5 separate regions of the Sus scrofa genome follow, and all the other regions are linked to region 1. A link is a contact called in public Hi-C, HiChIP or PLAC-seq and promoter capture Hi-C data. All regions are on one chromosome and are shown on one strand. Each heading gives the region's core, a stretch centred on a gene start, on an enhancer-like site or on the middle of the called end of the contact. The rest is flanking DNA. Distances are from core to core; before and after follow the strand shown.

The links. Promoter capture Hi-C pulls out the DNA fragments that hold promoters and counts their contacts. Hi-C and Micro-C count contacts between places; a contact is called where the count stands out from the background. HiChIP or PLAC-seq counts read pairs in DNA pulled down with a chosen protein or histone mark.
Region 2: a contact with region 1 is called in an H3K27ac HiChIP or PLAC-seq map of alveolar macrophages. The contact joins the promoter of LOC100152714 here to the promoter of WWP1 in region 1. A contact is called at or near these places in 1 of 5 promoter capture datasets (fetal liver), 2 of 47 Hi-C or Micro-C datasets (embryonic fibroblasts and heart right ventricle) and 2 of 2 datasets of contacts at active chromatin or transcription factors (alveolar macrophages and skeletal muscle).
Region 3: a Hi-C map of skeletal muscle shows a contact between it and region 1, with 3 times the contacts expected there. The contact joins the promoter of LOC100153915 here to the promoter of WWP1 in region 1. A contact is called at or near these places in 1 of 5 promoter capture datasets (liver), 1 of 47 Hi-C or Micro-C datasets (skeletal muscle) and 1 of 2 datasets of contacts at active chromatin or transcription factors (skeletal muscle).
Region 4: a contact with region 1 is called in a promoter capture Hi-C map of liver, with 5 times the contacts expected there. The contact joins the promoter of CA3 here to the promoter of WWP1 in region 1. A contact is called at or near these places in 2 of 5 promoter capture datasets (liver and skeletal muscle), 6 of 47 Hi-C or Micro-C datasets (brain, liver, omental adipose tissue and 1 more) and 1 of 2 datasets of contacts at active chromatin or transcription factors (skeletal muscle).
Region 5: a promoter capture Hi-C map of fetal liver shows a contact between it and region 1, with 7 times the contacts expected there. The contact joins the promoter of LOC100154873 here to the promoter of WWP1 in region 1. A contact is called at or near these places in 2 of 5 promoter capture datasets (fetal liver and fetal skeletal muscle), 12 of 47 Hi-C or Micro-C datasets (alveolar macrophages, brain, embryonic fibroblasts and 8 more) and 2 of 2 datasets of contacts at active chromatin or transcription factors (alveolar macrophages and skeletal muscle).

The regions. Positions count from the first base shown.
Region 1 is chr4:50,506,890-50,512,798 of Sscrofa11.1, forward strand. WWP1 (NEDD4-like E3 ubiquitin-protein ligase WWP1) reads right to left here and starts at 2,341. Exons shown (of 26, transcript XM_013996633.2): 1 at 2,010-2,341.
Region 2 is chr4:51,466,189-51,472,097 of Sscrofa11.1, forward strand. It overlaps LOC100152714 (carbonic anhydrase 13), which reads right to left and starts at 2,783. Exons shown (of 6, transcript XM_013996643.2): 1 at 2,665-2,783. C4H8orf59 reads left to right here and starts at 2,966. Exons shown (of 4, transcript XM_005662997.3): 1 at 2,966-3,308. The coding sequence starts at 3,204.
Region 3 is chr4:51,340,656-51,346,564 of Sscrofa11.1, forward strand. LOC100153915 (carbonic anhydrase 1) reads left to right here and starts at 2,893. Exons shown (of 7, transcript XM_001924183.4): 1 at 2,893-3,048; 2 at 3,530-3,727; 3 at 5,090-5,208. The coding sequence starts at 3,012.
Region 4 is chr4:51,235,598-51,241,506 of Sscrofa11.1, forward strand. It overlaps CA3 (carbonic anhydrase 3), which reads right to left and starts at 2,264. Exons shown (of 7, transcript NM_001008688.1): 1 at 2,165-2,264; 2 at 1,241-1,438. The coding sequence starts at 2,198.
Region 5 is chr4:51,208,446-51,214,354 of Sscrofa11.1, forward strand. LOC100154873 (carbonic anhydrase 2) reads right to left here and starts at 2,991. Exons shown (of 7, transcript XM_001927805.2): 1 at 2,706-2,991; 2 at 1,400-1,597. The coding sequence starts at 2,739. It overlaps MIR9858 (microRNA 9858), which reads left to right and starts at 3,138; the gene lies at 3,138-3,215.

The sequences.
Region 1 (5,909 bases), core at 1,091-3,590:
ACCTCCAGGTTCTCTCTACTTCAAATCATACTACACACTGCTGCCAGATCAGTCCTCATTCCCAACTCAAAAATCATCTGTAAAACCCCCACTGCTTACTACAGTCAAGGTCAAAAGTCTGGCATTAATAGAAATCCATAAACTGGTCCAAATTTTTGCTTCAAGCTTTATCACCCGTTACACTGATACAAACTCGTCATACAAAAAATACTTGCCTCTCCTCAAATGTATGAAGTCTGTGCTCTCTTAGTCCCTCCTTTCTGCCTGGATTACCTTTCCTAGCCAATCAAGTCTAAAGTCACCCTTCAAAACAAAGATTTTAGGAACCAGAAGCGCTATGAGATAACCCTAATCCCACCCCGCTGAGTGAGATGTGAGGTCTATCCTCTCTGAAGCTGAATTCCATATGAAACACAGCTATATACTAAAAGACAAATGAGGCATTTGTGTATAGTCCTACCTGCCTAACGAGTCTGTGAAGGCAGAAACTGTCATCATCCTCATCTTTATATTCCCAATACATCACAGTCATGCAGTAGATGCTTAATAACCGTGTAAGAAAGCAGAAGAAATTTCAGCCTTCGGAAGGTAGGCAGATTACTATCTCTTGAGGGCAGAGACCTTATATGCAACATCCTCTATCGTGGCAAGCTTCCAAAAAACATAACCCTTAGTTACCGCTTTTCAAAGCCCTATGTTGTAGGTCATATAAAGAGTTTTGCATTTAAAAATGTTAATAAACTACATCAGAACTGCTCCCCCATATACTTTACACTTCTCAATTTGAAGAGCTCCCACCACTTGGCCAGTAAGTTTTCAATTTAAAAAATATTAACTATTACCTACCTTATGGCTAAAAACAAGTCACCTAAATAAAAGAACGCCTTTCTTTTTAAAAGGTCCATTTTGCTTGCATAGTACACAGAGACCTAATGGGACCCGCAAAGTGGATTTATACTTAAGCATGAACTCTTCCAGAAACCTGCATACAACTGCACACTAGGTATTTCAGGCAAAAACACCAAAGTGGGGGAAGATAACTTTGGATGTTGTTCTTTTACACTGCTTATTACCAATAGCATTTTAAAGCAGAAACACATCTTTTAAAGCTTATTTGCTACACAAAAAGATAAAAACCCGTCGAACAGAAAAAGAAAGGCACATCAAGAACCTGGAAAATACTTTATCCTGGAAGAGTAAAAGTGTCAAATTGACAGATACTCCTCTTCTTTGGTAATAAAGGTTTCATATAATCACGGGAGCAAAGGAAGCTCAACTCCGAACAGATGGAGCAAAGAAAGGGCTATGCACAAGACTGGTCATTTAAAGGTTTTAAAAGCAAGGGGCAAATTACAAAATTTATTTTAAAAAAAAGTTTAAAGGATGAAAAAAGGTCCAAGTCACAGATAAGATAAGGACTAGTAAAAACTGCAAGGTCACTGGGACCTACCAGGTCACAAAGGTAGAGGTGGGGGTTGTGCTGGGGGAGCTACAGAGTCAGTGAAGAACCCGGAGAGATTTAAACACACACACACACACACACACACACACACATCAGAAAAAGACGTTCTAAGGCGGGGAGTCCTTGGTTTGGGACGGTGGAATTGCGGTGAAAGTCAGGGCACCGGCAGTTAAGTCCACATATTCGGAGGTTTTTGGAGAGCTGTTAGGGAAAGGAAGAGAAGGTAGAGGGCGAAGGAAGCCTAAGAACTGCGGCTGCCGAGTCACGGAAACACTTCTCTCCGCTCCAGTATCATTAGCTCAGGCCTGTGCCAGGACCAAGTCAGGGCAGGACCGGCGACCCCACCCCAGAAAAGTCTCGGCCCCCGGGGCTGGAGCCAGCAGCCCAGACGGCGCGACGGGCCCAGCCTGCCCCGCGGAGGGTCCCGCCCCGGGGCGGCCGGTGCGGGGCTGCCGGCACAGCCGCGGGGGCTCCCGGCCCGCGCCCCCCGGCCCCTGCCCCGCCCCGCCTGCACCCCCCGGCCCCCGCCGCACCGCGGCGTCCTTACCCGGCGCGGAGCCGTCGGCTCCCGGCGGTCCAGCGGCCACGGCAGCGGCGGCGCCCTCACCCTTCCGCGCCCAAGATCGCCATCTCGCAGCAAGCGCGGCGGCGGCGGCGGCAGCAGCCACCCAGGCGTTGGCCCCGGCAGCCCAGGCCGCCTGCAGCCACTTGGAACCCGCTCGCCGCGCTCGCCGCCACCCGACCCTCCCCCCACCCCCACCCCGGCCACGCACCACCCCCGGCCGACCCCACGCCTCCCTCCTCAGGAGCGCGCCGCGTGCTCGCGTCGCCGGCGCCACGCTTTAAGCGCGCGCTTCCCCCGCCGCCCCGGCTCCGCGCGCTCTGCCGCGGCCGCCCAAAGCCTCTAACTCCGGACCCAGAATCCGGCTTCCCGCGAGCATGCGCAGCAAGGACGCCCCACGATGCCTTTGGAAAACTCCGCTCCTCCGGGTCTTCGGAGTGGTCGAGGGAGGGGGAGGGCCAGCCAATGGGAGAGAGGGGCAGGGCCTGAACCTGTGGAAGGGGAGGGGCCACCGCCGAGATTGGGGCAGTTGCTTCTCTAAACCGCAGGTGTGTACTGCTGACTTGACTTTCCGGTTCGTGGGCCGAAACTGTGCAGGACTTCCAGTAAGGTCCTCGGGGCACTGGCGTTCTTTTCTTGAACGCTTTACGGCGAAAGGAGACTGTTAATGAATACTCCTTCACCTACCTGAGTGTTTGACTTAGAAAGTCATTAAGAGTGAACAATTCGATTTAGCAGACGGTCAACCAGAAGGCTTCCAGTCTACTTTTACTAGTAACCAAAACGTCCACTCTCCCAACCCCACAAGAGTATAGTGATAATACTGAAAAAGTACATGTGTCAGTGCATACATACAACAATCCCATGAAGAAAAGTCTTTTATCCCCGTATATACAGTGAGTGAAGAGAAGTGCTCCAGGTTCTGTGCGTGGCTTTTAGAAGAAAGGCCACCCTGCAAATCAAAATAAGTAGTGACCCTATCACTCACCAGATGACCTGGTCTTCTACTTCAGAGATATAATAAAGGTCATCCAACATGGATTTCTACAATTCTTTGCCCAGCCGCCTCACCCAAACCACCCAAATTACCTACATCCACAACCAAGCTGACTAGTTTCCCTCTATCTCAGAGACTGGGTGTTCCTGCTCCCCTCCAAAAGATGCTCTCTACTGCTTGCTCCCTCCTGTGAGGCCCTCCTTGACATATCTTTAACTTCATCCCTCCTGTTGGGTACAGCTCTTCAGCTCTTTTCTGTCTTAAACTTTCCCTTCATTTTAAAACTTCTTTCTAGTTCTCTCTCTAAGCCTCTGAAAGAGTTGTGTACTAAGAAATCTCTCTTGACTTATCTTCCTCTCATCAGAGCTTTCAAGACAAAGATTAACATGATCTTCAAGGCTTCTTTCATGCTCACATGCTCTGTCTCTTCTCTTATGATGAACTCTTCGGAGTGTCCCGATTGTGTTCAATCTTGTCTACTTTGAAGAGTACTGTTTCCTCTAACTTTTCCCTCACATTTTTTATTGTCCAGCTCCTTTAATTTTTTTATAACTTCATTTTTATTTATTTTTTTGGTCTTTTTTGGCATATGGAGGTTCCCAGGCTAGGGGTCCAGTCAGAGGTGTAGCTGCAGGCCTACACCAGAGCCACAGTAACATCAGATCTGAGCCACATCTGTGACCAACACCAGATCCTTAACCCACTGAGCAAGGCCAGTGATCAAACCCTCGGCCTCATGGATGCTAGTCAGGTTCGTTAACTGCGGAGCCACCACGGCTCCTTTAAAAATAAATTCCAGAACATGCTCACATATGCAAATTTTGCATTTGGGGTGGATAAGCAATGAGATCCTGTTGCATAGCACAGGGAACTATATCCAATCACTTGTGATGGAACATGATGGAGGATAATGTGAGAAAACTATACATGTATATTTGTATGACTGGGTCATTTTACTGTACAGCAGAAATTGAAGAACATTGTAAATCAACTATAGAAACAATGAAAAATCTTTAAAAAGGAACATGCTCACAAGTACACTCTCAAACATGAGCTACTCATACACAGCAGAGGTCTGCAGTCTATATGTATAATGCATGCAGGCCTCTTTTCACTTCTAGCTCTCCTGAATCCTCAGTTTCCCTCTAAGTTGAGTTCCATTCAGAAGCTACTATTTGGACCTAGGCCCCTAAGTTGCACCAGGCTTTCATTATTAAATATTTGTTGTTTCAAATGATCACTATTACAAATATCTTTTCATAACAATTGCCCATGTCCTTACTCACCACCTGAATTTATATCCTTAAAATTATCGAAGATGTGAGCAGTTTTAGCCCTTTTGAAACCTAGTAGACAAGTTAGCTTCTAGGAAGAACTTAAGCTTAGGTGTCAAATTGCCTGGGATCAAAATACAGCTCTGCCACCCAGGGCCACATTCAGATTTTCTTGGACCATTAGTAGCTTTTACTTTCGTGGGCCTCTTCCTCCATAAAATAATATTTAAAATTATATTTATTACTGCACTGATATAAAGACAACATACTATATTATACATTAAAACATTTTCTTCCACCTAAACATTCATGTTTTTTTCTTTCTGATTTTGAAAGAAATTAAAACATTTGGTAGGCTTCAAAGTGTATGGCGAGCCTGAGGCCTTGTGCCTATTGTGTCAATTGGATAAATCAATCTGGCTGCCACCTACACACTATGAGGTCTGGCCAAAAGCCTTAATCTAACTGTGTTTCAACCAGAAAATTGGTATAATTCTACCATATGATGTAGTAAAAAGAAAGTGGGAGTTCTCTTGTGGTGCAGTGGGTTAAGGATCCAATGTTGTCAGTGCAGTGGCTTCAGCCGCTGTTGAGGCTTCGGTTTTATCCCTGGCCCTGGAACTTCCACATGCCACAAGTGCAGTCAACAAGAAAAAAAAAAAAGAAAAAGAAAAATGAAAAAAAAAAGATGCCATGCATGTCATCAATAAATTACTTTTTTAAAGTTTTTAAATTTTTATTTATGTATTTGTTTATTTATTTATTTATTTACTTATTTTCTTTTTATGGCCCATCTGTGGCACATGGAAGTTCCAGGGGTAGGGGTCAAATTGGACCTGCAGGAGTCAGCCTACACTGCAGCCATGACGATGCTGGATCCAAGCCACACTGCAGCAACACTGGATCCTTAAAGCTTTCAGTGAGGCCAGGGATTCAACCAGCTGTATTATAAACACTATGTTGGGTTCTTAACTCACTAGCTACAACAGGAATTCCAAATCAATAAATTATTGATTTTGCAATTTTTATTCTCAATTTTCCCACAGCACCATATGGGAGTGTGTGATTGTCCTTCTTTTTGCCGAAGTCATCGTGGTATATTTTCATCTCAGACAAATATGGTATCTTATTGTTTGGTCTGTTGTCCATTTTCTTGCTAGGGGATTCACAAAAAAGTCACTTTATGTAATGTGGATATTGATCCTAGATAGAATTGTGGTCTTTTCCATTTTTGTTTTCTTCTATTATTTTTTGCTTCACAATTCCTTTCCCATCCTGATATATCATTTATCTGCTTTTACTTTTTTCTACATGCTGGGTAATTTCACTTTATAATTTATTCTTTCAGATTTATTTTTGTGTGATGATTCACCTTTTATTTCTCTAAATAGCTTATCATATTCCCCCAGCTCATTTGTTAAAGAATTTTTCTCCAACTTTGATGTTTTTAAACTACGATCTCAAATTCATCAATACTCCTCCCTTCAAAAAATGGAGTCTAATTCCCTTTCAGATGAATTTGGGTTGTAGTTAGTGACTTATTTCAAAATGGATGAAATAGAGCAGAAGTAACAGTGTGTAGGTTCCAAAAGTAGGTCTTAAAAAGCTATCGTG
Region 2 (5,909 bases), core at 1,533-4,032, 960 kb after region 1:
TAATAAAAATCCACAAATAACAAGTGCTGGAGGGGCTGTGGAGAAAAGGGAACCCTCCTGCACTGTTGGTGGGAATGTAAACTGGTACAGCCACTATGGAGGACAGTTTGGAGATACCTTAGAAATCTATACATAGAACTTCCATATGACCCTGCAATCCCACTCTTGGGCATCTATCCGGACAAAACTCTACCTAAAAGAGACACGTGCACCCGCATGTTCATTGCAGCACTATTCACAATAGCCAGGACATAGAAACAACCCAAATGTCCATCGACAGAGGATTGGATTCGGAAGATGTGGTATATATACACAATGGAATACTACTCAGCCATAAAAAGGAATGACATAATGACATTTGCAGCAACATGGATGGAACTAGAGAATCTCATCCTGAGTGAAATGAGCCAGAAAGACAAAGACAAATACCATATGATATCACTTATAACTGGAATCTAATATCCAGCACAGATGAACATCTCCTCAGAAAAGAAAATCATGGACTTGGAGAAGAGACTTGTGGCTGCCTGATGGGAGGGGGAGGGAGTGGGAGGGATCAGGAGCTTGGGCTTATCAGACACAACTTAGAATAGATTTACAAGGAGATCCTGCTGAATAGCATTGAGAACTTTGTCTAGATACTCATGTTGCAACAGAAGAAAGGGTGGGGGGAAAAATGTAATTGTAATGTATACATGTAAGGATAACCTGACCCCCTTGCTGTACAGTGGGAAAATAAAAAAATTAAATTAAATTAAATTAAATTAAAAATTAAAAAAATCAAAATAAAATAAACCTTGCCTGGTTATCAAGGCCCTTCATTAGCTCATCTTACCAGCCTCATTTTCAACAGTATCTTCACACCCAGACTTCTCTATTCATACAGGTCTACCTCCACTCCTACAAGGACAGCAAGTCCATTTCTGGGTTTACAGCTTGCTTATGCCATGCTTTATTTCTACAAGGCCTTTTCAGATTTTTTCCCCTAAAACCAACACTCTGTATTCTCCATTAGCTCAGGTTGGAAAACCTTCAGAAAAGGACTAATTTTATTAGCTCAACCAGGACCATTTAATGGGAGAAGAGTGGTTCCCCAGAAAGGAATGCTGAGCAGATAATGAATGTTCTCTGAATGGCCATCTACATGGGAAAGGGAGGCCCAGAGAAATGAAGTAACATTTCCACAACACACTGTTGGTTGTTGACAGAAGTAAAAAAAAAAATTCATGCCTCCTCACTCATATCTCATATAATGTCACTGCTCTTGCCTGTACAACCATGTTATTTCCTAGTGTGTATTTCTATCTCAACTATTCAAGATTAAAGCTAGGTCCATAAGTTTTCATAGACACTATAATGTCATTCCATTGCAACTATTTGTCTTCTGCATATATATCAACAACTTCACATTCACGGAATCATAATACATGCTTTATTTGCTTCAGTATTTGTGGATAACTCTAGCCTTGTGAAAGAATCTAATGCTTTTCGGTCGCTTTGGTGTTGTTTTGGTCCTGCCCCCATGCATTAGGGGCATTTTATACCAGAACTTTAAGGTGTTTTTAAAAATCAGTCTTTAGGAAAAAATACAAAATTTTAATAAAAATACATTGACAAGTAATTATTCCTCATTCCTTAATGTATTCCCTAACTTTTTGTGATTGATATAAATAAAATGATTTACTGTAAAAGTGGCTCATCGGTCTACAAGCAGGCGACTGACTTGGCGGGAAGAGGACTTAACCGAGGGCTAGACCACATGGATTTTGGTTTGGCTTTGTCAGTTACTAGCTGTGTGGATACCCGAAAATGGCTTAGACGCTGAGCCTTAGTATTCTCACTTGCAAAAGGAGAGTGGTATTCTGGCCTTATTTTGATACTATGAGCAAAACTCAAGCACGTTACAAAAGTGATATAAAAATGTCAGGAGTTCCAGTTGTGGCTCAGGGGGCTAAGAACCTGACATAGTCTCCAGGAGGATGGGGGTTCCATCCCTGGCCTTGATCATTGGGTTAAGGATCCCGCAGTTGCCACAAGCTGCAGAGTAGATCGCAGATGCACCTAAGGCTGGAGCTGTAGCTCTGATTTGACCCCTAGCATGGGAACTTCCATATGCCGCGGGTGCGGCCTTAAAAGACCAAATATATATATATATATACACACATATCTTTTTAAAGCAAGAAAACTTCAGTGAGAAAAGTATTTCAACTTTTTGCTCTTTACAGACTCTCCGTTTGGAGATTGTAGCTCTAGATCCCAATCAAGCCCTGGGCGCCACCCAGAGGTGCGCAGCGCCACCTCCTGGGAGGGTGGGCAGAACCAGCTAGCAGTAAACCGCTGAGGACAGACTACCAGGGTTATGGTCTTATAGTCTCCGTGGGTCGGAAGACTCAGACACCCTGGGTGGTTTCTATTTACCCACTCGGAGAATTCGACGCTTGGTTCCAGCCGAGTAGAGGTCCTCAGCTCAGCACAAGGCAAGTGATGTTAATGGGTCAGGACTTCCCATGGCGGGTGGAACTCGCTCTACCCGCGAGGCTTTGGGACATTCAAGAGAGAATGCTCCGCGGCAGGGTTGGCTCTGTGGGCGGGACTACGTAAGGGGGGTGGGAACCAGCTGGTGGGCGGAACCACGCCTACTGCGGGGTTTCGCTCCAAGCTTACCAGGTGGCGGGGCTTCGCTCCGGGTATGGGCTGAGCTTGGAGAGTTGTACTCCGGTCGGTGGGTGGGGCTAGGTCGGTGGGTGGGGCTTATCTCCGCGTAAGGATGATCTCAGGGCCCCGGATTCCGCTCTGTGGGCGGGGCGTTGCCCGGTGGGCGGAACTACGACCGCTATGAGGACTTTTGACTGGCTCCCTCCCCCGGAACTTCCAGGATGCGGGCGCAGGCAGTTGGCGTCACTTGGAGCTTGAGCAGCCGCACGAGGCTTTCGGAAGTCTGGTGAGAGTTTAATAAAGAAATTTTCCAGCGGGCTGGCAGGAGGTTTCCGGGTGTTAGGACAGGATTGGCTTGGCTGCTGTGATTTGGTCGCTTGGTTCTGCCGCTGGATGGCTCAGGCAGCCCTTCTGGGCCAGGCCTGCAGGCCCAGACCTGAATCCCCGTGCCTGCTGGGCCTTCGGCCCATGGCAGGGTACTAGTTTTTGGTTGTCTGGTTGTTTTCTCTGTTTTTTTTTTTTTTGTCTTAGCGCTTCACCTGCAGCATATGGAAGTTCCCAGGCTAGGCGCTGAAACTGAAGCTGCAACTGCTGGCCTACACCACAGCAATAGGGGATCCGAGCTACACCTGCAACCTACGCCACAGCTCAAGGCAAGACTGGATCCTTAACCCACGGAGCAGGGCCAGGGATTGAACTCGTGTCCTCATGGATAGTAGTCGGGTGGGTTGTGGCTGAGCCACAGGGGGTTTTTCTCATGTCATCATTTTCTAAGTGGTTGTCAGAGAAAATCTCAAATCTCACCAAATAGGCTATCACCTTCTCCAGGAAATTTCCTCCAGTCACCAACTCTACTAGATCTTTCCCTCTTGTGATCCTACTTGTATTCTGCTGGTAACAGCACCTTCCATTATGTTTCTTGTGTTTGTGTATATTTCACATGTAGTATTATCAGTTCTGACCACACTTGGCTAGTAGTATTAAAGAATACTAGGTGAGTGGTTGGATCTTGGATACTTATCGGAAGGATTTTGGATTATTTAATTTGGGGATGATTTATTATGTGTATTTTATGCTTCTTTAATGATCATGTGTTTTCTACTCAGTTCACTTTTTTTTTTTTAATTAGAATGCTGTGGGGGTTCAAAAGCACTATTGGGGTTGCTGTCTCTGTTAAATAGTTTCCTGAGGCTGACCATTGAAGGAGAGTATACATTTCAGTCAATAGAGAGGATGTGAGCAAAAGAAAGAAAGGGAGAACATGCAAAGTGTTTTCAAAGAATAATTAGTGCACTAGGCCAGGTGGATATAGAGAAGGAGCAGGGGATACCTTTGACAGATTTATGCTAGAGCCAGGACAAAGCATATTGCTTCTTGTGGTTTGGAAGAACCATTGGAGGATTTTATTTTATTTTATTTTATTTTTTGGCCTCCCAGAGGCATATGGAGTTCCCAGGCCAGGGATCAGATCCAAGTCGCAGTTGCCACCTAAGCTGCAGCTGCCACAACACCAAATCCTTAACTCTCTATGCTGGATTGGGGATAGAACCTTCATCCCCAGGCTTGGTTCAGATCTGATCTCAAGAAGCCTCAGATCCCATTGTGCAACAGTGGGAACTCCCTTTGGAGGATTTTAATACTGGGATGGTTCATTTCCTACCACTATGCAATATAGACTTAAATGCATATGGCTTAAGCCAGGAGTTAACAATCTTTCTGAAAAGGACCAAAAAGTAAATCTTTCAGGCTCTGCAGTCCACAGTTGTAGCAGGAAAGCTGCCCCTACAATATGTAATCCAATGGACATAGCTGTGTTCTAATAAAACTTCATTTACTAAAGTGGGTACCTGACCTGATTTGGTCCATGGGTATAGTTTGTCCCAAGACATAGTCTAACCAAATAGACCTAGGGACTAAAGCAGTAACCCAGCCCTGAACGAGGCAGTACTAAATCATATTTTTGTATTGCATTTTCATTTGTATATGAGAGGCTGTGTCACATAGTGAGAGCCCTCGATCTAGTCTGCCTAGATTTGAATCTTGGCATTCCTTGATTACTAACAGTGTAACAATGGCCAAATTAATTTTTCTTTGTATCAGTTTTTTTTTTTTAATGTAAAATGAAGGTAAAGCAGTACCTCCTACAAAGTGGTATTGTTAGGAGTAAACTAGTTAAAGCACATAAAATGTTAGGATAGTGCTTGTGTATGTAGTAAAAGCTCAATTAATCTTTTTTTTTTTTTTTTTTTAGCTATTTCTTGGGCCGCTCCCGTGGCATATGGAGCTTCCCAGGCTAGGGGTCGAATCGGAGCTGTAGCTGCAGGCCTACGCCAGAGCCACAGCAATGCAGGATCCAAGCCGCGTCTGCAGCCTACACCACAGCTCATGGCAACTCCAGATTGTTATCCCACTGAGCAAGGGCAGGGATCGCACCCGCAACCTCATGGTTCCTAGTCGGATTCGTTAACCACGGCGCCACGACGGGAACTCCAGTAAATCTTAACTATTAAAATTATTTAAATTGTTCTTTTCATGCATTAAGAATAGATTTGAGATGTTTCTGAGAAAGAATTTAAAGGCTTAGTTGTGTGTTTAGCTACAGGACAGAGAATATCTAAAGTTTTGAGAGTTCCCATCGTGGCTCAGTGGAAATGAACCTGACTAGCATCCATGAGGACACAGGTTCGATCCCTGGCCCCCTCAGCGGTTTAAGGATCTGGCATTGCCATGAACTGTGGTGTAGGTTGCAGATACGCCTCGGATCTGATGGTGCTGTGGCTGTGGCGTAGGCCAGTGGCTATAGCTCTGATTTGATCCCTAGCCTGGGAACTTCCATATGCTGCAGATGTGGCCCTAAAAAGACAAAAAATAAATTTTTAACGCATAAGCCTTTCACATAAATGTGGTATGGAAATCATGAAAGTAATTTAAAGGAATGGGTCGGAAGTGCAATATTTAGGATTGATTTTCGAGGAGGTACACACGGGAGCAAAAACGGTGCAAGTGAAAAGGAATGAAAGAAACAGGAGTCAGCCCTAGAGTATGAAAGGAACCAGAGTGGAATAGCAGTATGTAGGCTGGCAGAAGGATGGGTGGTGATTAGCATGGTCAGATGCTGCGAGGGCTGACAAAAAAACTGTTAAATGTTGATAATATTAATTAATGAGGAGTTCCTGTTGTGGCACAACAGGATTGGTGGCATCTCCGGAACTCTGGAACAAATATTCAATCCCTGGCCAGCATAGCGGGTTAAG
Region 3 (5,909 bases), core at 1,643-4,142, 830 kb after region 1:
GCAATGAACCAATTCTCTATCAAAATTATGTATGTATTTTTGCATTATATTTTTAATGTGGCTTTTTTCCATCAGCCTAGTTGCTCCTGATTCAGTTTCAAGTTCATATGGATTTGTTTGGAACACTCTAACTGGTTGCAGGGAGGTATCTTTCTTCAATAAGTGCTTATGTACTTGACGGTTTTAGGGAATAAACTGTGAGATTAGAAGAGCAGAGGTGGTGTAGACTGAAGTCCTTGGTGTGCAAAAACAGTCCAAATATCACAGGTCTGGAAAAGTACGCTGTGAGGAGGCTACATGTGAAAGCAAAGTGGACCAAAAATGAGACATCTTGGATTTAGTAGAGATATTAAGCTGAAAGAGGCAAAGTTTGTAAGCAGAAAAAGAGGGGTAAAAGTAAGTGGGAGGAATGTTAGGACTTAAATCAGAGGTGCTCATTAAATTTTACATCCTTTCTCAATATAGTTTTCTGCTTGTACACAGACACACCCTAGGTATATAATGGAATAAAGGGTCAATGGTTAAGGTCCAAGGTAATTCTGTGCCTAAAACTAAATAAATTACCATCCTATAAAAATGCTAAAATATTTACGTGATAAATTATCACATAATCATGAAACGAGATTTTTTTCAAATAGGTTGATTATTATGGTGATTCGATTTAAATTTACTCTTAATAAAGTTTCAATTAGGAGGCAATTCCCAAAGAGTACCCTGCTTCTTCACTCCATGAGCTTCTGGCCAACTTGAAACTCTTAAGTCTAGAAGGAAGTAACCCCGGGGGTCACGTCTGACTACAGGTCATCTTGAACCAGACCAGACCAGATCAACTAATCCAACACTCCAGAAAACAGAATCAGGTAGAGGTTAATGGGCATTTGATGACAGTAGGTTAAGAAAGAGTAGAAACTTTGGAGTTAGACAGACCTAATTTTAAACCCTACTCTTATAAGATGTGAGTAGCCACTTATAAGCCTTTTATAACCCTGAGGAGTTTTTGATTCTTCTTATGCAGAATACAAATTTTAATGCCTAATTTGGTTATTGTGAGAATTAAATGAATTAGTGCACATGAACTTTTTAGCATAGCATTTGAGACATATTGGACCCTCAATAAATAGTACATTTAAAATAAGTTCCCTTTTGAAAAGATTGAAAATCAAAATAATCAAAATGGTACAGCATTTGCACTATTTGATAGACTTATAGACAATTTAAATTTCCTTGCTGATATTATACCATAGTTTTTGTGTATAGTAAGCACATTACTTTTATAATCAGAAAAATAAAAAATAAAAAAATAAAGAAGTTCCCATTTAAGTAACAGTTACTTCAGCCTCTTAAATCAGGGAATGGAAGCTTGGGCCTCTTCCCAATCTGTTCATGAGCCATAGTCCATTCTGAATCTGAGCCTGTTGGCTATCATTAGCCAAAAGGGACAAACAGTGTGTCTCCATTCAGCCTTGCCAAAAAGTGTGCCAGATCCCCTTCCTTTAGAAAGCCCAGGAGCTCAGACAATTCCAGAGTGCGAAAGGAGGTATGACTCCCAGGGTATTGAAAAGTGTTACATGGAAGCTTATTTTTTCTGATTGTTTTTCTCTGAACATATTTAGAACTTTGCACAGGTGGACCTAGCCAAGCTCTGACACACATGAGTTGGTTTTTTTCTACCTCCTTGAAAAGTCCTATGGATCTTCTCAGCACCCGACAGGTGGGAAGTCTAGTGTTTAATTGGACTTAAAAGAATTATGGGCATAGAGTAAGAACTAGAAGATCATCTACCTCATAGCTCACCCAGTGTGGCATTCAGAAGAAAACAAGAGGACTTAGAGGCTCAAGTCTGGGATTCTTGGCTCTTGCCAGTTGTGATGAAATCTCTCAACTACAAAATGATAATTCTCACTAGACAGGACTTACGTGTGTGGTGGTGGTAATATAAAATAATTTGAAAGTTCTCTATAAGTTGTATAGATATACAAAAGAAAGTCTTCTGTTTCAGTAGACCTATATTTGATGCGTAAAGTAAATATTGGGTCATATTCAATTTAAATATTAATAAATCCTCCGCTTATGAATTCCAATATTGCTCTAAAACGAAGGACTATCAAGTACAATTAAAAAAATTAAAAAAGAAAAACACTAAAAAAAGATTTTTTTTTTGTCTTTTTAGGGCCACACCCACAGCATATGGAGGTTCCCAGGCCAGGGGTCAAATCAGAGCTACAGCTGTGGGCCTACACTACAGCCACAGCAACGCAGGATCCAAACTGTATCTGGTAGCTACATGACAGCTCACAGCAATGCCATATCCTTAACCCACTGAGTGAGGTCAGGGATCGAACCTGCATCCTCATTGGATACTAGTCAGATTTGTTTCCACTGAGCAGCGACGGGAATGCCCTATAAAAAATTTGTTTAAATAAAGGAATTTATTCTCATCTGTGCATTTTTTGAGATGTACCATTGTGAATAATATATATTACAAAAGATTGTTTATTCTGTAATCTGATTTTAAGTAACATGACCAGTTCCAATCAGTTTGTAAACATGCAAATTATTCTCTTTATTAATTACTGTTTAATATTAAATTATTGCTAGTATTACTTAAGTATTCATCAAGAGTAAAGTTGTAAATCTCAAGTGCACAAAGGCAATTAAACTAAGAAATCCCAAAAATCATATATGGTAATACTCAGCCATATCTTTTACTAACATGAAAAAAACAGGGCTTGGTTTTATGAAACCTAAGATTTTGATATTTCTCTTTCACAATACAAGAAATAAAACAATTGAAGCTGACCTTACCTTGTGGGCTTTTTTAGTAACGCCTGTTTTTTACTGTATATACTTCCTGATAGGTAGAGATGATGAAATAGTGGCCTATTAAGTGAAGGGATATTTCTATAAAAACCCCAAGTGGTGGTTTCCATTGTCAACTGCCTGTTCAGTTGCAGTTAGTTATTTCAAGTATTATCTTTGTTTTCAGAACAAAGAAAACTACATAGAAGATCATGACAAGTCCTGCCTGGGGTTATGATGGTGAATATGGTAAGAGTTCTTCTGTTCATGTAGATCAAATAATAGCTTATTCTCTTTTCTAGTAAAAGAGGTGTTGAGCACTTAAAATAACTATATAGTCATAGATTAATGGTTTGAACTGTCTGACTTTGAATTATAGTAACTTTGAATGTATTCCTACCAGTTGTCCTTTGGATACAAAATATATTCTCTATCTCCCTTTCAGTCTCTCTCTGCAGAAGTACATATTATAAATCTATAATATATAGCTTATATAGTCATCTGACCCCATAGACTATGAGTATGTTACTGGTGTGGACAAAAGCATTATTTTATAGCATATCACAGAAAACAAACATTGAATTTGCAAACATTGAATTTCCATTAAGTTAAACAGATTATCCTTTAAGATACCTAAATAAATCCTAGTCTAATAAACAAAGTTATACTCCTAAAACTTGGAATCAAGCATTTGATCAAGTTTTGATCATAGGTCTGTTTGTCCTGGTAGGTCCTGAACATTGGAGCAAGGTGTACCCCATTGCAAATGGAAACAACCAGTCTCCTATAGACATTAAAACCAGTGAAACCAAACATGACACCTCTCTCAAACCTATCAGCGTCTCCTACAATCCAGCCACAGCCAAAGAAATCATCAACGTGGGACATTCCTTCCATGTCAACTTTGAGGACAATGATAACCGATCAGGTGAGCCAAAAGACCTTTATGATTTTTTTCTTTAACTTTCCTGGAGAAACTAAAACAATAGGGCTTTAAGAAACACAAATGCCTATCCTCAGTCTTATGTACACATGTGTAGCATTGCTGTAATCTGGCCATGCATTTTGAACTTCTAGAAAATTTCCAAGGAGTAAAGATGATTTGGGGGACTCCCAGCTCTGTTTTTTTTCCATCCTCTTCTCAGTGACACTATCCCATCTATTCTGGTTTCTGATATCTTTATGTTCATTTCACACTCTCTGAATAAACAGTATCTTTTGAAAATCTATGAAATATCTTGCATATAAAAACTGAAAAGGCAAATATTTTCTAATTGAGATGAGGGTGGAGGAGCACAGTAGGGAAAAAAAAAAGGTGAAAAATATATTTATTTTTGTGGCCAGAAAATGGCTCTGTAACTGTCAAGTGCTTGGGTACCAATAAGAAAATTTTCTTGCATGCATTGTGCATGGAACAATTTTATGCGTAAGTATACTTGTTTATCTTCCCCTCTCCCTACTAGGTCACAGTGACCAAATTATCTTCATACCCAGAATCCTGCACATTTTCTGCTACATAGGAAGATTTTCCTGAAATGTTACTGAATATTTTATTAAATGACAAGTCCATAAAATAATGCTACTGACCAAAAGCAGAATTTATTTTAGCATTTTCTTACAAGGTTCTGGACCTAAACTTTAGACAGTTTGGATCTATGTCCATTGTTAATATTGAATTAGATCTGGTATTTTGTGTGTTTTATTAATCATATAATTGGATAGACTCTCTAAAGCTACATGGTCAATCAGTGTTAGAATTTTAAAAATGATCATATGGCCCTACTAGAACTTTCTTTTGGCTCCTGGCTAGGAATTCTCAACAAAGCTGTCAAGATACCGTCTTATGTCTTGATCTGTTGCAAAATATAGTAACGAATAATTTGTCACTAAAAATAAATTACTAAAGCTCTTGAGGCATACTGCCCATTACAGTCGTTGTTGAAAGAATGAGTGAATGAACTTGCAAATTAAAGCAGATTCAAGGAAATCCCTGTAATCAAATAATTCATTCATTTTCCAATATGTTTTCTTGAAGGCAGGAAAAGGTCAATGTATTGCTCACAGTGTTGAGAATCATGTATCACACATGTGCTACCTTAGGGTGCACCATGCATAAGAATGCCATCATTGGGATGCATGGCTGGGAGTGGGGGAAACAAGATGAAAACTTTGGTGCTGGTGTTTGTTTTAATTTTCATTCAACCTGATTCAGCATTAGCTTATATTAAATGCAAAGATAAGCTGGCGCTTATGATTGTTAACACTAACAGTAGTTTCCCTTTCCTTCTAGTGCTGAAAGATGGTCCTCTGTCTGAAAGCTATAGGCTCCTTCAATTCCATTTTCACTGGGGCAAGACAGATGACTATGGTTCTGAGCACTTAGTGGATGGAGCCAAATATTCTGCAGAGGTAATGTCCTTAGTAAGTGAGAGATAACTACACTGAGAGTACTCCCAGAAGCAGCTCTCTTTCAACACAAGACACCATTATAATGTTTTCAAAGGAATGAAGGGGACTTGCAAGCTCCATTAAAATCAAACACAGATACCCCATGTTTGGCAAGAGTGGGAAATTTTTCATGTGAAAGAAGCAGCTGAACTTGGAGTTGAACTCCTGAGCACCAGAATCCTCTTTTGTTTCAGAATGCCTCGAAAATGATTCCTTGATATTAGGTGAGGCTCAGTGGGAAGTGCTGCTCTCTTTTAAAGTGCTGACCCCCAAATTCTTAACCCACTGTAGTGCAGTGGGATGAGAATCTGGATGCAGTGGCCTGGGTTGCTGTAGAGATGAGAGTTCAATCCCTCAGCTTGGTGCAGTAAGTTAAAGGAATAGCATTGCTGCAGCTTCCACGTAGGTCACAGCTGGGGCTAGGATTCAATCCCTGGCCCAGGACTTCCATATGTCATAGGTATGACCATTTAAAAAAAAAAAAAAAAAAGGACTGCTAAGAGTGTAAATTTAACCATAGGAATGGTAACAGAGTAGCATACTGAAGGTCTGAGAGTCCCTGGTTGCAGGCTATTACCCTCTGGCCCCTTGATTTGCCCTGAAATGGAATTTTTTGATCCAAGACATTTTGTCTGTGTATCCATGGAAAAATGAAGAACATT
Region 4 (5,909 bases), core at 1,014-3,513, 730 kb after region 1:
GATTCAGATTAGCTATTCTAGAAAGGACTGATCAACTATTGTTACTTAAATAGCAGACTGAAAGCCACAGTATAGGTCTAAAATGACAGAGCAAGGTTTGTATATGCTTGGTCATAAGTGGCTTGATTAACTGAATTTTTTCTGTCCAACCACGAGGAACAATTATCTGAACATATGAGTCCAATTTATTAGGATGAACCATGTGAAATTGTCAATATTCAATCATTTTTGCTTTCAAAAAGGCATTTTCATATGATTCAACTTAATAGATACTGTTTAATTTTGTTGTTTACTCTCCAGAATGAAACTGGATTTAAATGGAGAAGGGGGAAAGGCTAACAGATAGTTATGAGATTATGGTTTAAGAAAACATACATTTCTATGATATTCCTTACTTGGAAACTGTTAGTAGGTAGAAAGCATGACCGTTAGTCTTTACTTACAACATTACTGAGAATATTCATTTGTGTACATCAGCAAGGATAATTTTAACTTTTTTATAAAAAAGAAAGTGTATAACTGTACATCAAGCAACAAAATATTAAAGTTAGGTTCTTACCTCATTTACAGTAAAATAAAACATTTTTAATTAACCTTTTATTTCACTGATTTGCCAAAGAGTACAGGTGAAATAAAGAGATTTTTTTTAAACATGCAATTTTTCATTTTTATACAAATCACAACTCAAGAAGAAATTGTCAGATTCTTCAAAAACACTCAGCAAAATTAGTCAAATGAACTCCACTGATGCATAGAAGGCTTAGGTCTTCTTGACTAATATAGTGAGTCTGCTCTCTCCCTTGGATTGGCCCCCACTCACACACTAGGGGAAGACATTACCCACTTGGTGTCTTTGCTGTGTTCCTTGCTTTGTAGAATGGAATCTGTGCCATGTGTGGGAATGGTGGTCTTACTCTCCGAGCCATGGTTAAGAAGCAAAAAACCTCTCAGGTTTAGACTATCAGTGCCTCAAGAAAACTCATTTGGACCCACTACCAGCACCTCACTATGCACTGCCAGCTTTTACCTTTGCTCCATTTTGCAGGAGCAAAGTGGCCAAGGTTAGAAAGTGAGACATTCCCCTCCAATGTATAAACATAATTCTTCAGGACTACAGCATATTCAAATGTCGTTTCCATTTTCAGAGAAGAGCCCCCTCTTCCTACTAATTCTGTCGTTGTGCCATAAATCACATTTTGCCAATATGGTCCATGTGTCTCTATTTAAGTGTCATACTTACTTGACCTGTCATAAGTATCATCAAATACAACCCTGCAGGTCTTCCCATTGTTCAGGATGGTCTTGGCAGAGCCAGGGTCATAAGATGCTGTCCAGGGCAGCAGAGAAGGGTCATGCTTGATGTCCTTAGTGTGCAGTTCAATGGGCGATTGGTTGTCTCCCTTGGCAATTGGGTAAAGTTCATGCCAGTGGTCAGGACCTAGAAAATGAAATTGAGGGGATTTACTTATTTGGTGGTGCAATCCAAGCCTTCTTTCTAATTGACTAAACCAGTAAAATACACAGGGGTTGGACAATGATTGCGGAAAGATCCTGGATTTCAGATTAGGCAACCCAAGGCTCACAGTTTAAGACCTTTTCATAACTTTGTTAATAGTGTACCTGGAGACTGTATTTAACTCTGTTTATTTCCTCTACTTGCTCAAGAAGATAGCTTCAAAGGCTTATTTTTGAAATGGACTTCATCACATGTTTTACTAATGTCCTCTTCTATCCTAGAGCTGGAATAAAATAACACCGACCCCAAATGGATTTCAGAGCACACCCATGTTCTTTTCCCATGGGTAGGCAGGAGCTGCAGGCAGAGCTGCTTATATCATCACCTGGCTCAGAGAGGTTAAGTGCTTGCCCAGGATCAGGGAGAAGGGGACAGTCAGAACTGGACCTCAGAGGTCTGACTTCTCAGTCAGAAGCTCTGTGACCTGGACAAGGTACCCAGCCTCTCTGTGCTTTGGTTTCCCCCAATGGGAGTAATAACAGCTTCACACTGGGGAGAACTAAGTGAGATAAAGGTAAAAGGGGTCAGCAGCGTTTGGCACTTTGTAAGTGCTCAGTGAACATTAGTTTCCTTCGACTCCGCCTCCCCCATTTTTCAATGCACTCTCTAGAGTTGCCCCCTTTTTGAACAGCACCATCTCAAGCTCACCATTGTGGTCGGCGTAGCCCCACTCCTTGGCCATGGTCGTCTTCGTGGGCACTGGACGGCTGCTGCTTTCTCTTCCACGCCGTGCACTGTCCCCGCGAACCCACACCTTTTATATAGGTTCCCCCCACACACTTGCATGGCCTTATTAGGTCAGCGAGGGTGGGGCGGGGGGCTAAACAGGATTGGGGTGGTATTTGGGAGGCGGGGTGGGGGAAGCCAATGAATTCCAAGAGCTGCACAGCTGTCGGGGTGGGGGCACTTGGGCGGAGCCCCCCCCCCTCCTTCCCTGCAGGCGCCGCTCTTGGCTCTTCTATCCCTCCCTCCAGCGTCCTAAAGCTGCAGAGCTTTCCAACCACCGGCGCCAACGTGCAGAAATGCAGGCGACTTTCGCCTCCTCCTCCCTCAGTCCCTCCTCCACGCAGTTTTTTTTTTTGGGGGGGGGGGGCAGGGGGAATAGGGTGGGGTAGTCGTGTCTAGCGTCCAACTAAAAGCTGCACTCAGGCGGCGCTTGCAGCAGCTCTTAGAAGTTGCTTTTAGTGCAGGCTGGCGGTCTGGCTGCGGTCTCTGGATGCTTCTGCGGGTTTATTTCGCTCCAGCGATCCGGTTACCGTGGCTGGAAAGAATACGTTTGTTTGCCTGACCCATGTTTGACTCCTTTGCAGGCAACTTGTAAAATCTTAGGAGCAAAGGATGGGACAAAAGAGGCCGGAGGGCTGGTTTTCTTAATTCCTTTATCTTTAAGAGACTTGAAGATGCAGGGTGCCTTGAACCACACCAAGCGGCATTCCCCAATTTAAGCGGGTCCCTTTGGTCTGCAGGACGCCAGGGCTGGGTCATGGGAATATGGAAGAGGTCTGGATCCAGGTTACCATAGAGCAGGAGTTTGGAACTGATTTACCAACTCTGTGGGCTGTACCTCTCCTCAGGAAAAATCGATAATGTTCTGGAGTGTTGGAAAGCCAGGCACCTAAAGTGAGTCATACCGTTTAAAACGTATGACTTCATTTTCCAAGACATAATGAAAGATTGAAAGGAAAAAAAGAGGAAAAGCTTTCCAGAATTGCTTTGTATTCTGATCTAGCACTCCCAAGTTGTCTCATGATACAGTGACCCACGCAAAAGTAGACTTGAACTGGCATATCCAGTGTGCACGTGGTAAAAACACGTTTTTAAATGTCTGGTTATAGTTCACATTGAAGGAGAAATGCAAGATATTTACATTTTAAGAGTATATTGCAAAAATTTTTCTTCAATTAAAAAAAAAAGTAAAGGCAGCAAGAAGAGATCAGCCTAATTTCAATGATATTTTGAATAAGGTTGTAGTATACATTTTTAAAATTACTTTGACTTTTCTTGATGCTAAGATTCTGTATTTGGAGATTACAAAACTTGAAAAGGAAATCTCTCATCATGGTAAAGATAGCTCATCCTCAAAGCATGTGGAATGACTGACCACGCTCATAACCTGGACGCCAGGGGAGTCACTCCCTAGCGTATTTTTGTGACTAGGGATTATTTGATCCACACAATAGCGGTGTGGAATCAAGAACTAAGATGGTTTGGAAAATCCAGGCAAACAGCAATGCAAATGCCCTTAGACTCTGAGCTCAAATATGTCAGTGTTGGATTAGAAAGGCTACTGAGTTGGCACATCTGGGCCAGTTTTTGCTTTGCCGTGATGGTGTGGTTCTGTAGTTTGTGGTTAATGGAGCTTATATTGTGCATAATTATTTGTATTAGCAAACTATGATCTTGCTCCAATTCATTAAATCGTTTCAGTCTGTCTTTTTCTGGTATATGTGATTAGAAGGTTGGTAACTAAATTTTGTGTCATTTGATACGTAGTAATACAAATATAATTTTTAATTGTCTTTATAGCAAGCAAGTCCAACAGTCCAGGAATTCATCATATTGTGATTATTTATGCATAGAAAAAGTTTTAAAAACATGCGTTGTCATTAACAAAAATTTTAAAAAGACTTGAACAATGCAATAATAAAGTAAATATTTGCCAAGTAGCATATAATTGCATGTAAACACTAAGGAGAATTTATTTGTAAAGTGAAATATTTAATACTTTTGGGTTTGCAGTCTTGATAAATGATGATTTGCTTTTCCATTGTACTTTCTTATGAGAGTTAATCAAAATTGGAAATTCAAGACAGTTTATATCAAATTTATTTTATTTTATTTTATTTATTTTTGGCCATGCCTGCAGCATGCCAGAATTCCCAGGCCAGGGTTCAAAACCTGCACCACAGTAGTGACAATGTGAAATCCTTAACCTCTAGGCCACCAGGAAACTCCCAAATTATATCATTTTTAGATCATGATATATTTTTCAGAAACCACAGCTTAATCACCTATCTCTTAATTGACCTATTCCAGCATGTTTGCCCATAAATTTCAAAATTCCTTGTCAACAGAGGAATGAGAAATTGCTGAATTGTGTCCAGAGATTTCTAGAGTAGGCTTAAAAAAAAAGAAAACTTTTAGGTATACACTGAGATAAATAATACCAGAGAAAACAGCTACAAATTCTCCCCCAGCACAGTATTTCTCCCAGCACTATTTTTGGAAAGGTGAGGTATTGGGCAAATTGTAGGATTTATTCCCCCAAATGAGTGTGTTTATATAGAGAAAGAATGGGAGGCGGGGGAGGGAGAGAGAAGGGAGAACAGAGTAACCAAGGAAGATTATTTGAGTAAACAAAATTATTGTGGGGGAGTATTTGAATGCAGAAGTTTCAGCTATGTGGTATGTTAAAATTATAAACTTGAAAGATCCAAGGTGATAAAATTTAAACATATTTTTGCACTTGATTTGACATTTTATTTTGCAAGATGTTAGGTAATGTAACTAGATCAGAGGTTCTGCAAATTGATACTATTTGGTGTTTCTAATGCATCAGAAATAAAAAGTGAGAAATTGCTTATTTATTCACCTCTGAGATCAAAGGATAAATTAAGATTTGAAATAATCACATAATTGTGCTTAAATATCTTATGTTAGAGGGATATGTATTTTCTACCACATTTTTGCTTTCATAGGACAAATTGGGCTGGAAATGTAAATATTAAATACATAAATGTAAATATGACTAATAAAAATTTTAAAAACTATCCCTTAATTTATCTCTTTTTTAAATTTATTTTTTTATTGTGGAAGCACTGATTGATAACATTATATGTTTCATACGTACAACCTTATATTTCTATTCTTTTTAAAATTGAAGTATATTTGATTTACAATATTACTTTGTTTCAGGTGTACAACTCAGTATTTTTACAGATAATACTCCATTTAAAATCACTATAAAATATCACCTATATTTGTTGTACAGTATATCTTTTTAGCTTATTTATTTTATACCTAGAGGTTTATACTTCTATGTCCTATCCCTGTCTTGCTTCTCACCCTCTCCCTCTTACCACTGGTAACTGATAGTTTGATCTCTATATCTTTGAGTCTGCTTCTCTTTTGGTACATTCATTCATTGTTTAAAAATTGTTAGAATCTATATATAAGTGATAACACACAGTATTTGTCTTATTCCACAAAGCGTGATACCCTCCAGGTCCATCCACTTTGTTGCAAATAGCAGAATTTTGTTCTTTATGGTTGGGTAGCATACCACATCTTTATCCAGTCATCATTATTTTAAGGAATGCTGCTATGGATATTGGGGTATGTGCATCTATTCAAAGTAATGTTTTCATTTTCTTTTGATATATATCTAAGAATG
Region 5 (5,909 bases), core at 1,741-4,240, 700 kb after region 1:
CATCAGACATATTCATGGTAAAACATATTACTGTGTAATAATGTCATATAGAAATCAGCACATAGTTTAATATAATAAATGGGATATTTGGGGAAATATAAAAGTAAGATTTTAAAATATCATCAAGTGATGGGAAGTAATCTTAAAGCTAATTAAAAACTTTCTTCAAAAATCTTATCAGAGGTGCAATAGCTACCAGGAATGGCCTAATAAAAGGCAGTTATATTGTGTGCAGACCTGATAACAGCAATGGTCATTTACTGAGGAACTGTTACGTGTCAGGCAACTGGTTTTATATGCCTTGTTTCATTTAATCCTTCTTCTGTTAACAGATGCTACTGCTATTCCAATTTTACACTAAGAAAACAAAAAATTAAGAGAGGTTAAGTTACTATCATTCCCAGGAAAGGAGGAAGGAAGAAGAAATTTTTTAAAACTGTACTGAATATATCAGATAACTATTGAAAAAGAAGAGTCAACTTGATTATAATGATTATAATACATTTATATGAGTACTATAGGTCACTACTTCAACATTTTGACAGCATTACTGAATGTTGTCTCCATCTTTTCTCATTTTGTCCCAGTGCTTCCCCTGCTTCCACACCACCACCACACAAAATGTGTTTGTAGTACCATTCATTCAATATCCTTCAGAGGAAACCACTCAGGAAAATAGGACATTGGCAATGAAATCAACCAGTGGGCAAAGAAGGCTGCTACTATGTCTGAAGGAGATTGTTCTCCTATTTCTAAGTAAGAAAAAAAAAAAGAAGAAGAAGAAGCAGCAGCAGCAGCATTCAATGGACATTCTGTAAACAGCTCTATTACAAATAAATTGTGGTAACTGGTTTTGTCATATAGGTTGAGTATGTCCACAAACTCTGAAACTTATGAAATAAATTTCCAGGTAGATACTAAGATATACTGCCACTTCTATCACTCTAGCCCAAGAAAATAGTCATAAATACAATGTTTCCAAGAATTTTAGCATTTTAATTGTCAGGTTTTTATCACTCTTCTCACTGCTACCTTGAAGATCACCCTAGGATGTGCTTTTTATAGTATAAGCATCAATTTTGGGAAACAAGTACTTTAGAAAGTCTTAAAAGTTCAGGTTTTGCAAATCCCATTGTTTCTGATCTCTATGCCAGGGGACCTTGCCTTCTGTGACTTTTCCCAAGCACATCACAGTTATTCAATGCCCTACATAGAAACCAGGAATTTTACAGGGAGAAGTGGCCCCTGCCACTTGCAAATAATTAGCCTACTTCTCAGAGACTGAACGTAATGAAGATTATCAGAGTGTAGTATTAAGAGGAGGGTCTTGCTGCTGCTTCTGTTAAGCTGCGAAAACAGCCACTGGCTGAAATGCACAAGTTATTTTTTAAACACTGACCGCCTTTGTCCTGGGAGCTATCAAACTCCACGTTGAAAGAGTGGCCGTTGTTGACAATTCTCTGAGAAGTCGCTTGCTCATAGCAAAGGGACAGAGGCTTCAGGGCAGGGTCGTGAACAGCTGTGCTGGTGTTGATGTCAACAGGGGACTGGCGATCTCCCTTGGCGATGGGGAAGTCCTTATGCCAGTGCTCAGGTCCTGAGATTGAAAAGAGACTGTGTGAACCCCCCACTGTGGGGAAGGACAAACCCAGACCCCTAGAAAAGAGCAATGGCTCTGGAGCCAATCTGTCTGGCTCTAATTTTGGCGGCATAATTAACAGCTGAATAACTTTAGTGAAACACAATCTGTGCCTTAGTTTCCTCATTTGTATTAAAGGTTGATGTGAGAATCAGAATCAATATACGTAAAAGCTTTTAGAACAAGTAGTGAGCACCATATAAATATTAGCTATTTTATGTTCCTTTTACTGCCATTGAGTGACTGACATTAGGCTTGTGATTAGGATTTGGACGATGCAAGCTCACTTAAGACATTCCAGCAGATGGGGATTCCTCTCTCTTGTCCTTTTACTAGATCAGTAAGGTCAGAATCACTGTTCAGGCAGGGCAACCCTGCTTTAATGGTTAGGATTCCCACGATCTAGAAAGCCCCAAACCCCCAAAGAGGCTCAAGGTGGTTTAGACACATTTTTCTCTTTGGTCTGCTGGTTCAGGAGAACCCAGATCTGTGACGCCGATAAAGCCGGGTTCCTGGTGACTTCCTAACATTAGAAGCGGAGAGACGAAGGAAAAACTCAGAAATCAGCGCAGTGGATTCAAACCACCCCAAGAAAATGCCCCGGGACACTTCGTGCTGAGAGTCTCAGCCACAAGTGGTGCTGAAGATGAACTGGGGGTAGGGTAAGGTAGGGGGAAAATAGGGTCCCCTAATTTCTCTGCGATCAATAACTAAAATGTATCGTTACAATTCGCCCTAGTTTCCTCCTGGGTCGGAATAGGATGGTCTCCGGCTCGTGACCCGGGAAGGGCTGTCCTTGGGTCCCACTGCTGCTTCTGCGCGCCCCCTTCCCCCGGCACCGCGCGCCACCGCTGGACGCAGGGATTCCTCGACAGTGGACTCCGGCTCTGAGCTGGGGGCATCCCGCGCCGGGGAGCCGCGGGCGCGCGGGCAAGGCGTCGGGGGCGCACCTGAGCCTCGGGTGCTCCAGGCGGCAGCGGGAAATAGCAGGTGCGTGCGCTGCTGGGCCCCAGAGGGGCCCGGAGCCCCAGGCGCAGACGCCGCCCCGCCCGCAGCCCGCACTCACCGTTGTGCTTGTCGTATCCCCAGTGATGGGACATGGTCGTGCCGCTGGTAGGGGCAGGGCAGGAGTTGGCGCCGGTCTAGCGGCGGCTGCTGGAGCGCCTGCACCGTATGTCCGCGGGTCGCGCCGTCGCTGGTATTTATAGGCTCCCGCCAACTTCGTGCTCGGGGGCGGCCGGGGGGAAGGGGCCCTGGGTGGACCTGGGCGACTGGGGGAGGAGGTGACGGGCGGAGGTGATCTCCCCGCGCTCGGGGCGGGCCAGGAGGGCGAGGCTCCGGGGGCGGGGAGAACGCCCTCTCGGCGGGCGCTGGGCCAGGTTCAGGAGCTCCTCTCCCGCCACTCGTCTCCCCTCGGCCTGCGGCCCGACCTCGGGTCCCGGCCCCGGGTCCCTGGGCCTCCACGAGGCTCCGTGCTCCCCGCGCGCGTGGCGGCGGCGGCTCCGGGGTTCCTGAGTCGGACTGGGCTGCGGAGCGTCTACACGCACCCCATCCCCCTCCGGAGCGCTGAGGCTGGCGGCGGCGCTGACTGCTGAGGACCCGCGTCCGGTATCTCTGATCCCCTGTCCCCTTTGTGATTGCATCCCTGGCCTAGGAGCACTCCAGCCCCGCCCCATCGGCCCCACCCACGCCGAGGTCTCTAGCTCCAAGGGCTTGCTCGCGGGCGTCCCGGGCTTGCTTAGGAGCTATGACCTTGGGGCAAATAGGGATACGGTCCTTGAGGCGCTAGGGAGGGAGAAGCATCACGCTGAGAACTACGCGCCCCCTGCTGGAAGGCTGCGGAATAAACCAAGAAGGAGGGAGAGGGTGTCTTCGATTCAAGTCCGAAGAATGCATTTCCTTGAAAGCTGTCAAGGTCTCTTGAAATGTTCACCAAATGTTTGTTCATTCTACCTTCTTTCTTCTCTTTCAAAATACACTTTAGAGGAGAGACTTCCTAGTGGAGTACGTATTGATTTAAAGCAATCAAAACTTCTAAAAATCACTTTTTTTTCACAGGAATTGGGTAAAAGAAAGACTGTCTTGCAAAAAGATAAGAACTTTCCCTGGCTGACAAAGGAAAGTGGGCATCTGGCATACCTAAGAACTAATTCAAAGAAACTGAAGAGTGGACATTTTTGAGTCAAGGCAGCATTGTGGCTTTCCTAGGCCCTAGGCATTTTGCCCTTATTCATTTCCTTTTCGTGGGTATGTGAGGCACCGTTTCTCCTGTACCCAATGCCCTAAGTCAGGATTATTTTGAGGTGTGAACAGAATTCATTTCCCTCAAGGGACTTTGTCACAAAAAGGGGAGAAGGGTTTTCTGTCCTGTGAATCTCTGAGATCACTAAGAGCATAGTATTAAAGTTAAACTTGGGGCAGCAGGACACAGTTTCACACAAGTCTAACAGCCCTGACATCACTCATATAGATAAATAAAAGGATAAATTATAATATTAGTGTAAATTATTCCAATGTTGATTTTAAAATCATTATTTACTTTTTTATTTCAGTCAATTCCATACAAACAGAAATGATTCAGATTTAGATACATTTGGTCTTGTCCTAAGACTCCAGGAAAGTGTGTACCTCTTTGTGGGGTTTTTTGGGTGGATGTCACCAGTGAATTCTTAGGCAATGAGCTATTTTTGGTTTCTAGGACCATCACAAAATGTAGTTCGTAGTTACAGAGAATTTTGTATTTGTAGCTGCATAGTCTCTCATGGAGGCTATACAATAATTTTTTTTTTTTTTTGGTCTTTTTGCCATTTTTCTTGGGCCGCTCTCCGCAGCATATGGAGGTTCCCAGGCTAGGGGTCAAATCGGAGCTGTAGACGCCGGCCTACGCCAGAGCCACAGCAACGCGGGATTCGAGCCACGTCTGCAACCTACATCACAGCTCACGGCAACGCCGGATCCTTAAACCCCTGAGGAAGGCCAGGGACCGAACCCGCAACCTCATGGTTCCTAGTCGGATTCATTAACCACTGAGCCATGACGGGAACTCCTATACAATAATTTTGATTCTTTGCATAATTTTCAAATATTTACTTAATTCAAAAGAAGAGGGCCTCGATAGTTCCTGTCGTGGCTCAGCAGTAACAAACCTGACTAGTATCTGTGAGGATGCCGGTTAGATCCCTGTCCTTGCGCAGTGGGTTAAGGATCCTTCACTGCCATGAGCTATGGTGTAGGTCAAAGACGCGGCTCCATCTGGCATGACCGTGGTGTAGGCCGGCAGCTACAGCTCTGGATTCGACCCCTAGCCTGAGAATTTCCATATGCCATGGGTGCAGCCTAAAAAAGACAAAAAAAAAAAAAAAAAAAAGAGGGCCTCACAGTTGCCATGAGACTCTTCACTAAGCCCTGGGGATGTAAAGCTGGTAAGTGCAAAGAGGTGAACACTACCATCTATGAATGTAACATGGTTTCTCAAGATTCTGTGAAGGTCGTCAGGCTTTCAAATCTGCTTGGAATTCTTGTCGCTCATGTTCTGTGAAGCTGGGCTGTGGCTTTAACATGGAAATAATAGAAGTATAGTTCAATTATTTAATACCTCTGAAACTTAAAACACTACCAAACTGCAGTTCACAAATAAATTCCTATTATTTGAGTTTCTCCCTTCTCTCTCACTTCTAGAAAATGAGCTCATTTTAGTGGAGCAGAGCTGTACTTGGGGGGAATGTCACATGCTCACTGCAAGGGGAGAAGGTGGCTCACCTTTGGATATTCAGCAGAGATTCAACTTTTTTTTTTGAGATCCACATTTTTAATTAATTTTTATTACAATGATTGTCTTAGCATTTTTTTTCTATCCAGTTTTTTTTTTGGTTTTTTTTTTTGGTTTTTTATTGAATGATGGACACGGCTTTGTGCCTTTGTGGAGAGCATTCAGAATGTAACTTTATTTTACTGATGGCACTCTTAGCAGGCAGTCATGATTCAGTTCTGTTTCCGAGACTACTCAAGATTGGATTTTTGTTGTTGTTTATTTTTTGCTTTTTAGAGCCACACCTTTAGAATATGGAAGTTCCCAGGCTACCAAGCTACTAGGGGTCGAATAGGAACTGCAGTTGCTGGCCTACACCACAGCCACAGCAATGCTACACCTGAGCTGAGTTTGCAACCTATACCACAGCTCATGACAACCCAACGAGAGAGGCCAGGGATTGAACCCATATCCTTATGGATACTAGTTGAGTTCAGACCTACAGTATATGGAAGATTGGAT